Linked DNA regions of Mus musculus: region 1 is linked to region 2. The links are chromatin contacts, called in public promoter capture Hi-C maps. All regions are on one chromosome and are shown on one strand. The core of a region is the stretch at or near the end of the contact, and the rest is flanking DNA. Distances in the headings are between cores, read along the strand shown. Region 1 holds the start of Ap2s1 (adaptor-related protein complex 2, sigma 1 subunit). Region 2 holds the start of Meis3 (Meis homeobox 3).

Region 1 (3,926 bases), core at 1,159-3,658, 560 kb before region 2:
CAATCAAGCGGCAAAGAGCACACACTCCGACCTAGAAAACATCGGAGTACTCTCAGGCAGTGTGGCTTTATGTTGATGGGCCTCTGTGGGCCTCAGCTTCCCCTTCTGTGTAATGGACACAATGGGATTTCCTCCTTCCTTCATTAGACCAGTGAACAGGGTAACACCTATAAGAGGCGCAGCATGCGGCTACTATATACTACACATCCTAAGCCCCAACCTCTAAGTAGCATTATAAAGTGTGTCCTGTCATTTCACTTTCAGAAACTCGTACCCCAGCCACCCAGTGATGCACATCTGTGATTGTAGCTACTAGGAAGGCTAAGATGGGGGGGGGGGGGTGTTAGAGGTTCAAAGGCAGCCTGGGATATCTACAAGATCCTGTCTCAAGGAGAACAAAACAAACAAAACAAAACAAAACTGCTGGTGAGCTGGTTCAGTGGGTACAGGTTGACAAGCCCAAAGACCTGAGTTTGATCCCTGAGATCCACATGGTGGAAGGAGAGGAATGACTGGGCAAGTCACTTCTGACCTCTACATACGTAACGTAAAATGAGAATAAAAAAACAGGAAAGACAGAGATGTAGTTCAGTGGCAGGAGATGTACTAGACTTACAACCATGTACAAGGCCCTGGGTTTCATCCTCAATACAAACAAACAAACAAACAAAAAGGGAGAGAGAGAGAAGAAAGAAGAGAGAGAGCCAACTCGAGAGCGCACAGAACGGGAGGAAGAGAAAGGAGGGAAGGAGAGAGAAAGAAACCACAAGGCTGAAAATTTAGCTGAAGGTAAAATACCCAAGCAGCATGCCCAAGACCCCAGGTTCAATCCTCTACCGGGGTTCAATCCTAGGTACTGAGGGGGGAAACGGAAAGGGGAAAATCAGGGCTCAAGGGTTCCCTGCTGGGAAGCCTAGTTTGAAGCCCTGTCTGTCCAGTCATATATGCTCTTGCCCATTTTACAGATGACAAAGCTAAGACCCATAGTTATCACAACCAGAAAGCAGAGCTAGTTCCTCCAAGTCTTTACCCTGAGCCCTGGATTCTTTACTGGCTTCCATGGTCTTTCCCGAGCCTCATTCTTCCCTCAACCTATCTGCCTTATTCAACCTAAGCAGAAAACCACAAACAGGATGTTACATGCCCCTTCCAAGAACTACTTCTGCTGAGCCAGGGAAACCCAGGAAGGGAAGGGGGTGGGCACAGGAGCAGAAGGGAAGAACAGCTGGAAGCAAGGCTGAGTTAAGCCCTCTGTGTCCTACCCCACTTCAACCAATACTTCTTTCTGTTTCCCTCAATGAGAATCGTTTCACTCCTGGGAACACATCTGAGCAGCCCCTAGTCCCTACATCCATCCCTCTGCTGTACCCTCAGGGAGCCTCCCGACCACCTCCCCACATTGTTCGTTGTAACCTCCATCCCCCTGACCCCAGCACCTTTGGCCCCGACTCCGGGAAGCTTCACCTGTCCTTCATTACAAGCACCCCTTCTCCCTGTCCAAGGCTGGCCTCCCTTTTTACAAAGGTCGCATCGAACCTCCAAGACCTCTACTCACCTCCTGTTCTGACATCCCCCTCCCAAGTCTTCTTCTCCAAGTCCCTATCCAAAGAACTCTTAGTTCCAAAAGGCCCGTCTTGGAGGTGGAGGTTCCCCTAAATCCAGTGCTCAGCCCTTCTCCCAAAGCTCCCCCTCCTCAAATGTGACGCCTCCAAGTCTACTCTGCACCCCGGACCTCTCCTCTGTGGAACATTCTGTTCAGTTGCTCCCCATTTTCTTCTAGAATCCACTTTCTACTGCTACAGCCCTCTCTCCTCTTGCAGCAGCCTAACTCTAATCCTACAGGGGCTAACTTCCGGCCTCCAGGGTCCTCTTCTTCCCCTGGAGAGCATCTACCCTGGCCATATCCAATTTGCCCCAACACTAGCTCTCCTTAAAACCAGCTCCTTCCTTCTCATAAGGAACCCTCTCTACCCTGTCTGTAGAGTCTCTGGTTCTTTTCCATCATCCCTTCCTCATCTCCAATATCTTCTCCCGCCTCTGTGGTTTCAAAATCACCCCCAAATGTCTCCCACCAAGGCAGTCCCTCCCCTGGACACTCCTTCCCCTCCAAATCCTTTGCTTGGAACCACAAGCACACCCCGCAGCGCAGCATCCAGCCCCTGATCCCCATTCCTGACCCCAATCCCGAGAACCCGCGCCCGGCCCGGATCATCCGCAGCAGGAGGAAGCTTGTCACCTCCAAACCGAAACCCCGGGGACCGTACGTGAACCACCCCCCTCTGCCTGTCCCCGGTACGACGCTCCCCCCGTTACCATGGCGACCCCTGTCTGGACCCCAGAGGCCCGGGTCCCGCTGTAACAGGGCGGCTCCGGCTCTGCTTGCAGTTGTGGGGCCCAGGGCTAGAACTGACTTCCGGCAGGAGAACCCGCCTTCCTTCTCGGGCACGGCCCTCTGGGAGTTGTAGTTTAAACGCACGCGTTGGCAAGGGTGGCCCCGGTCTAACGCCTTCCCAGCATGCTCTGCGACTGCCCTTTTTCCTATCAAGAGACCTAGTCGCCAAATGCGAGTACCAAATGCATTGTGGATGAAGGACTCTGAATAAGGACAATTTCCATAGGTTAAAAGTAGACTGAGTGAGCGTTGCATTTCGGGAAATGTGGTTCTAGTGCTCCTCGATCCCAAAGCTACCAGCAAGGACATGCTGGGAATAGTAGTTTTTTCTTTTCAACTTTGCTTTAAATTATAACATATAATGTGCTTTGATAATATTTCCCCATTATTATTAGCTTACTTCTTTCTCCTCCACCAAAACCCTTTCTTCCCCAAAGTGTTCCTTTTTTCATGTATGTTTTTCTTGCGGAGCGTGTGACCCACGGCATTGATCTGGGGTTGCGGATGTGAGCGTTACTTACTTGGGCATGGGCATCTTTTAACAGAATACACTACTGGGAATATGACCCTCGCACCCTCGGCGACTGGTTTTTAATTTTTTGCTTATTTTATGTATTTGAGTTCTCACCTGCATGTAGGTAAGTCTATAGTATGCCTGCAGTGTCCACAGAGGTGGAAGACAGCATAAGAACCTAGGAACTGGAGTTTGGGAGCCGAATCTGCTAGAGTAGCAAAAGCTCTTAAACACTGAGTCTTCTCTCCAGCATCTCAATCCGTGCCCACCTGTGGTGAAATGCTGATGGGCCTGGTCTCCTACAGGCCTTGAGCAGTAACTCCCAGCTGCTGTAAGGTTTGGCATCATCTCTGTCACGTTCAGAAGGCATGTTTCACTCTTCCCTCCAGTGATTTTTTTTTTCCTTTAAACTCGGGTTTTAAAAAAATATTTATTATATGTAAGTACACTGTAGCTGTACTCAGATACTCCAGAAGAGAGCATCAGATTTCGTTACCAATGGTTGTGAGTCACCATGTGGTTGCTGGGATTTGAACTCAGGACCTTTGGAAGAGCAGTTGGTGCTCTTAACCGCTGAGCCATCTCACCAGCCCCTAAGCTCAGGGTTTTATGTATCCCGGACTGGCCTAGGACTAGCCTTGTAGGGGAGGATCAGTTGGAGTCCTGATCCTGCAGCTTCTGCCACCAAAGGGGCTACAGTATAGGCATATGCCACCACACCAGTCTTAGGAAAAGTAGGTTATTTTATTTTATTTTACTTTTGAGACATGGTTTCTTATGTAGTCCTGGCTGTCTTGGAACTCACTCTGTAAACCAGGCTGGACTTGAACTCAGAGATCTGCTTACCTGGACTTAAGGTATGCACCACTGATGCCCAGCAGAAATAGTGTTAAACAAGTCATTACGCTGTGGACCTAAAAATGTAACTAACTGCCTTTCTATGCTTACGCAGTGCTCTATTTAGTTGAGCTTAGGGATGTAGGTTTTCTCATAAATATAACTACATATGTACATAAAATA
Region 2 (3,401 bases), core at 280-2,779:
GGCTCTACCACTGAGCCACGTCCCCAGCCCCTCACTGGGGGATTCTAGGCAGGGGCTCTACCCCCGAGCCACGCCCCCAGCCCCTCACTGGGGGATTCTAGGCAGGGGCTCTACCACTGAGCCACGCCCCCAGCCCCCTCACTGGGGGATTCTAGGCAGGGCTCTACCAGCTTTGTTTGGTTTTGAGATAGAATCTTACTTTGCAGCCCATGCTGGCCTGGAACTCAGAGCAATTCTCCTGCTTTGACCTCTGGAGTGCTATTACACTACACACCTCTGAATGTCTTAACAATTTATCACATCCAACATGTAAATTCACCATACCCATATCCACACAGAGTTGGGCACACAGCCGACATGCACATGCATGTGATACATATGCACATGTATGCTATAGGGTAGGTTCTCCAGAGCATGCAGGCTTAGAGCACTACACCCCGAATTGCAAGAGACAACTACACACACACACACGCACACACACACAGAGAGAGAGAGAGAGAGAGAGAGAGAGAGAGAGAGAGAGAGAGAGAGAGAGAGAAACATTCACATATACTTACACAGAGAGACAGAGACAGAGACAGACAGACAGTCAGTCAGTCAGTCAGAGCGCACCTAGCACCAAGTTGGAATTGAATGAATGAGGAAATGAAAGACATTTAGCACAATCAGACAACAGTCAATAAATACATTTGGGGGAGGGTAACCCTATTCTACCATGCAAACAGTCCCAACCAGAAACAAGAGTATAGGAGCCAGATTTCTGGGTCCTCCTGTTACGGAATCACAATGGGGCAGCAGGACCTTTGATCTCCAGGTAGAAGACGGTTCTTAGCAGTGGGGAGACTGGGGCGCCAAGAGGCAAAGGGCTCACTGGTATGAGGCAGAGGGTCCTGTGTTCTCCAGCCGACCTGGGCGCACTGGGCCATCTGGGTGGCTGTCACTCCTCTTTTGCTTCCGCAGGCTAACTTCTCTAAGCATCCTGAAGTGAATTCACCTGCTCCCAGCTGCCCACCGTGAACCCAGACGATGGGGTCTTTACCTCCTGCCAGGTTCGTCTCCAAACCTCCCTACACTCAGGGCTCGCATCTCTCCCCTGCTCTCCCTTGTCTGGCAGCTTGGTGAGATGTCCCACCCCTAACCCCAGGGTGGGTCTCAGACAACAGAAGCCTGGGGAAAAGCAGACAGGAAGAGGGTAGAGATGGGGAAGACCCAAGAGATAGAGGGAGTAGGGGAGGGGGGGTGAGGGGGAGAGAGTGACAGAGAGGAATAGAGGGAGGGGCAGAAGGAACTCTAAGGGGCAAAAAGGGACATTTAGAGGCAGAAAGAGGCTCAGGGCGGGACGGCACAGTCACCTACCCTCCGGGCCATGAGCCGGCGCCGCCTGTCCTGGGCTCGGGAGGTCACGGCCTGGAGCTCATCGCGGCAGGAGGTCCCCGAGGTCCCCGCCGGGTGCCAGGGTCTCCGAGTGGCCAAGACCCGCGGATCGCGGCCGAGGGTGGCGGCGGCTCCTCCGCTCACACGGGCCCGGCCTGTGTCACATCCGGAAGTTCACGCGGAGACGCTTAACCCGCTGTCTGCCGGAGCGGGGCCTCCTCCCGAGCGGCCCCTCTCCTGTCTTGTCCCTCCCCTCTCCTCTGAGTCCCCTCCTCCCTCTCCTTCTCTGCCTCCCCTTCTTCCCTCCGTGCTGTCCCCTCCCTCCTCCTCTCCTCTTCCTGGACTCCAGGTCTGCCTCCACCCACCTTGGCCTTTGTATGTCAGATTCGCGGGGTCTTGTGTCTGGAGCTTCCCGCGGTCCCCACCCTCCCTCTTGGTCCTCACTGCTTCTTGCTCTCTCCCTGCCTGGCCGCCAGGGGTCTGCAGTAGCTTTTTGCCCCTCCTCTCTGGTCACTCTTCTGTCTCTGTCTCTCCTGTCTAACCATGAGACGGGATTAAAGCAAACCAGGCACAGGAAAGAACCAAGCTTATATTTTCGTTTGTCTTCTTGCTCCGTTTCTGTCCCTTGTCTCCCCTGGGGGGACAAGGGGGCTGTCGGCCCGAGGCTCCAGTGTGTGTCTAGAAGTGGCAAAGTATTGAGCTGCTGTGCTTCCCTCAGGGATGTGTGTGCCTCTGTCCTTCTGAGCCCTGTGTTCAGGAAGGCCCTTAGCCTGGATGAAGCCCTCTCAGCTGCCCCTAGGGGAGCAGCCTGGGACCTCCGAGCCTTGCGGGGGTGGGAGGGTGGGGGTGGGGTGGGGTGTAAATCGTGGGTCTAGCCACTGAGGCGGTGCAGACAAAAGCTGTCAGTCAAACCCCAAGACAAGCTTTGGAGTGAAATTCCAGTGGCAAAAAGTAATTGTGCCGGGTGTGTGTGGTACTCAGGGAGACTGAGGCAGGAGGAGCATGAGTTGGATGCAAGCCTGCTTATACGGTAAGATTCTGTCTCCAAAAACCAGAGGAAAAGAGGAGGATGTGGGTTGGGGGAGGAAGAGGAAGGAAGGAAAGAAAGGGAACCTGAGAAAGGGACAGAGAAGGGAACAGAATCAGAGAGAGAGAGAGAGAGAGAGAGAGAGAGAGAGAGAGAGAGAGAGAGAGAGAGAGAGAGAGAGAGCGCAGAGAGTGGAGGCAGCTGAGAGCCTGCTCACTGACTCTCTCACTGTTGGTGGTGTGAGCCCCGCTGGGCTAGCTGGAGGTACATTTTATGACTCCCATAAACAGGCCTCGCACTCCTTCATCTTCTCTGCTGGAAATAAAACAAAAGCCAGGGCAGGGGTGACAGGTGGGGAGGGCCTGAGAGGCTATGGAGGAGGGAGGACCCTGCTTCTTCTCAGCTCCTCTTATTGTCCTGAGTGTGCCCCTCTTTCTCCTCACCCTGTTCTGTCACCTGGGACACCCACAGATCCTGATGGAGTCCAGACCTTTCTCTAACATGCCTTTCACTCTCTGCAACAAACCAGGGCTCTAGATTTCAGGGGGCCTTGCCTGACTGTGGGCTTATCACACTGAGTGGGGTCCCCCTTCAGGTTTCCCCACTTTGGCCCTTTGAGGCTGGCGGGGAGTGGGGTTAGCTACACACATGTACCCCAACATAGGTACTGTGAGGTAGAAGATTAATCGAAGTAACTTTCAATTAAATGTGTAAAGACCCTGCCAGCTCTTCCCTCCCTGACTACCCTCATTGGAGATTTGTGGAGGGGAACACAGCAGTCTAGGGTCACAGCATTGATTTGTGTCTTGGGGCAGTCACCTTTGTCCTCATGGGACTGGATTTTTGGGTAGGGGGATGGCAGGGTCTCATGTGACCCAGGGTAACAAACTCTCTATGCAGTAAAGGGTGACCTTGATGCATGATCTTCCTGCCTCCCGAGTGCTAGGATTCATTGCTGTGCCCGATTCAGAAGCTGAGCCTGAGCCAGGGAGCCACCTCA

Evidence for each region. Promoter capture Hi-C pulls out the DNA fragments that hold promoters and counts their contacts.
Region 1: a promoter capture Hi-C map of hematopoietic stem and progenitor cells shows a contact between it and region 2. The contact joins the promoter of Ap2s1 here to the promoter of Meis3 in region 2. A contact is called at or near these places in 6 of 39 promoter capture datasets (cranial neural crest, frontonasal cranial neural crest, hematopoietic stem and progenitor cells and 3 more) and 1 of 9 other capture datasets (adipose tissue).

What each region holds. Positions count from the first base shown.
Region 1 is chr7:16,736,926-16,740,851 of GRCm38.p6, reverse strand. It overlaps Ap2s1 (adaptor-related protein complex 2, sigma 1 subunit), which reads right to left and starts at 2,408. Exons shown (of 5, transcript NM_198613.2): 1 at 2,314-2,408. The coding sequence starts at 2,316.
Region 2 is chr7:16,173,523-16,176,923 of GRCm38.p6, reverse strand. It overlaps Meis3 (Meis homeobox 3), which reads right to left and starts at 1,529. Exons shown (of 13, transcript NM_008627.4): 1 at 1,357-1,529. The coding sequence starts at 1,368.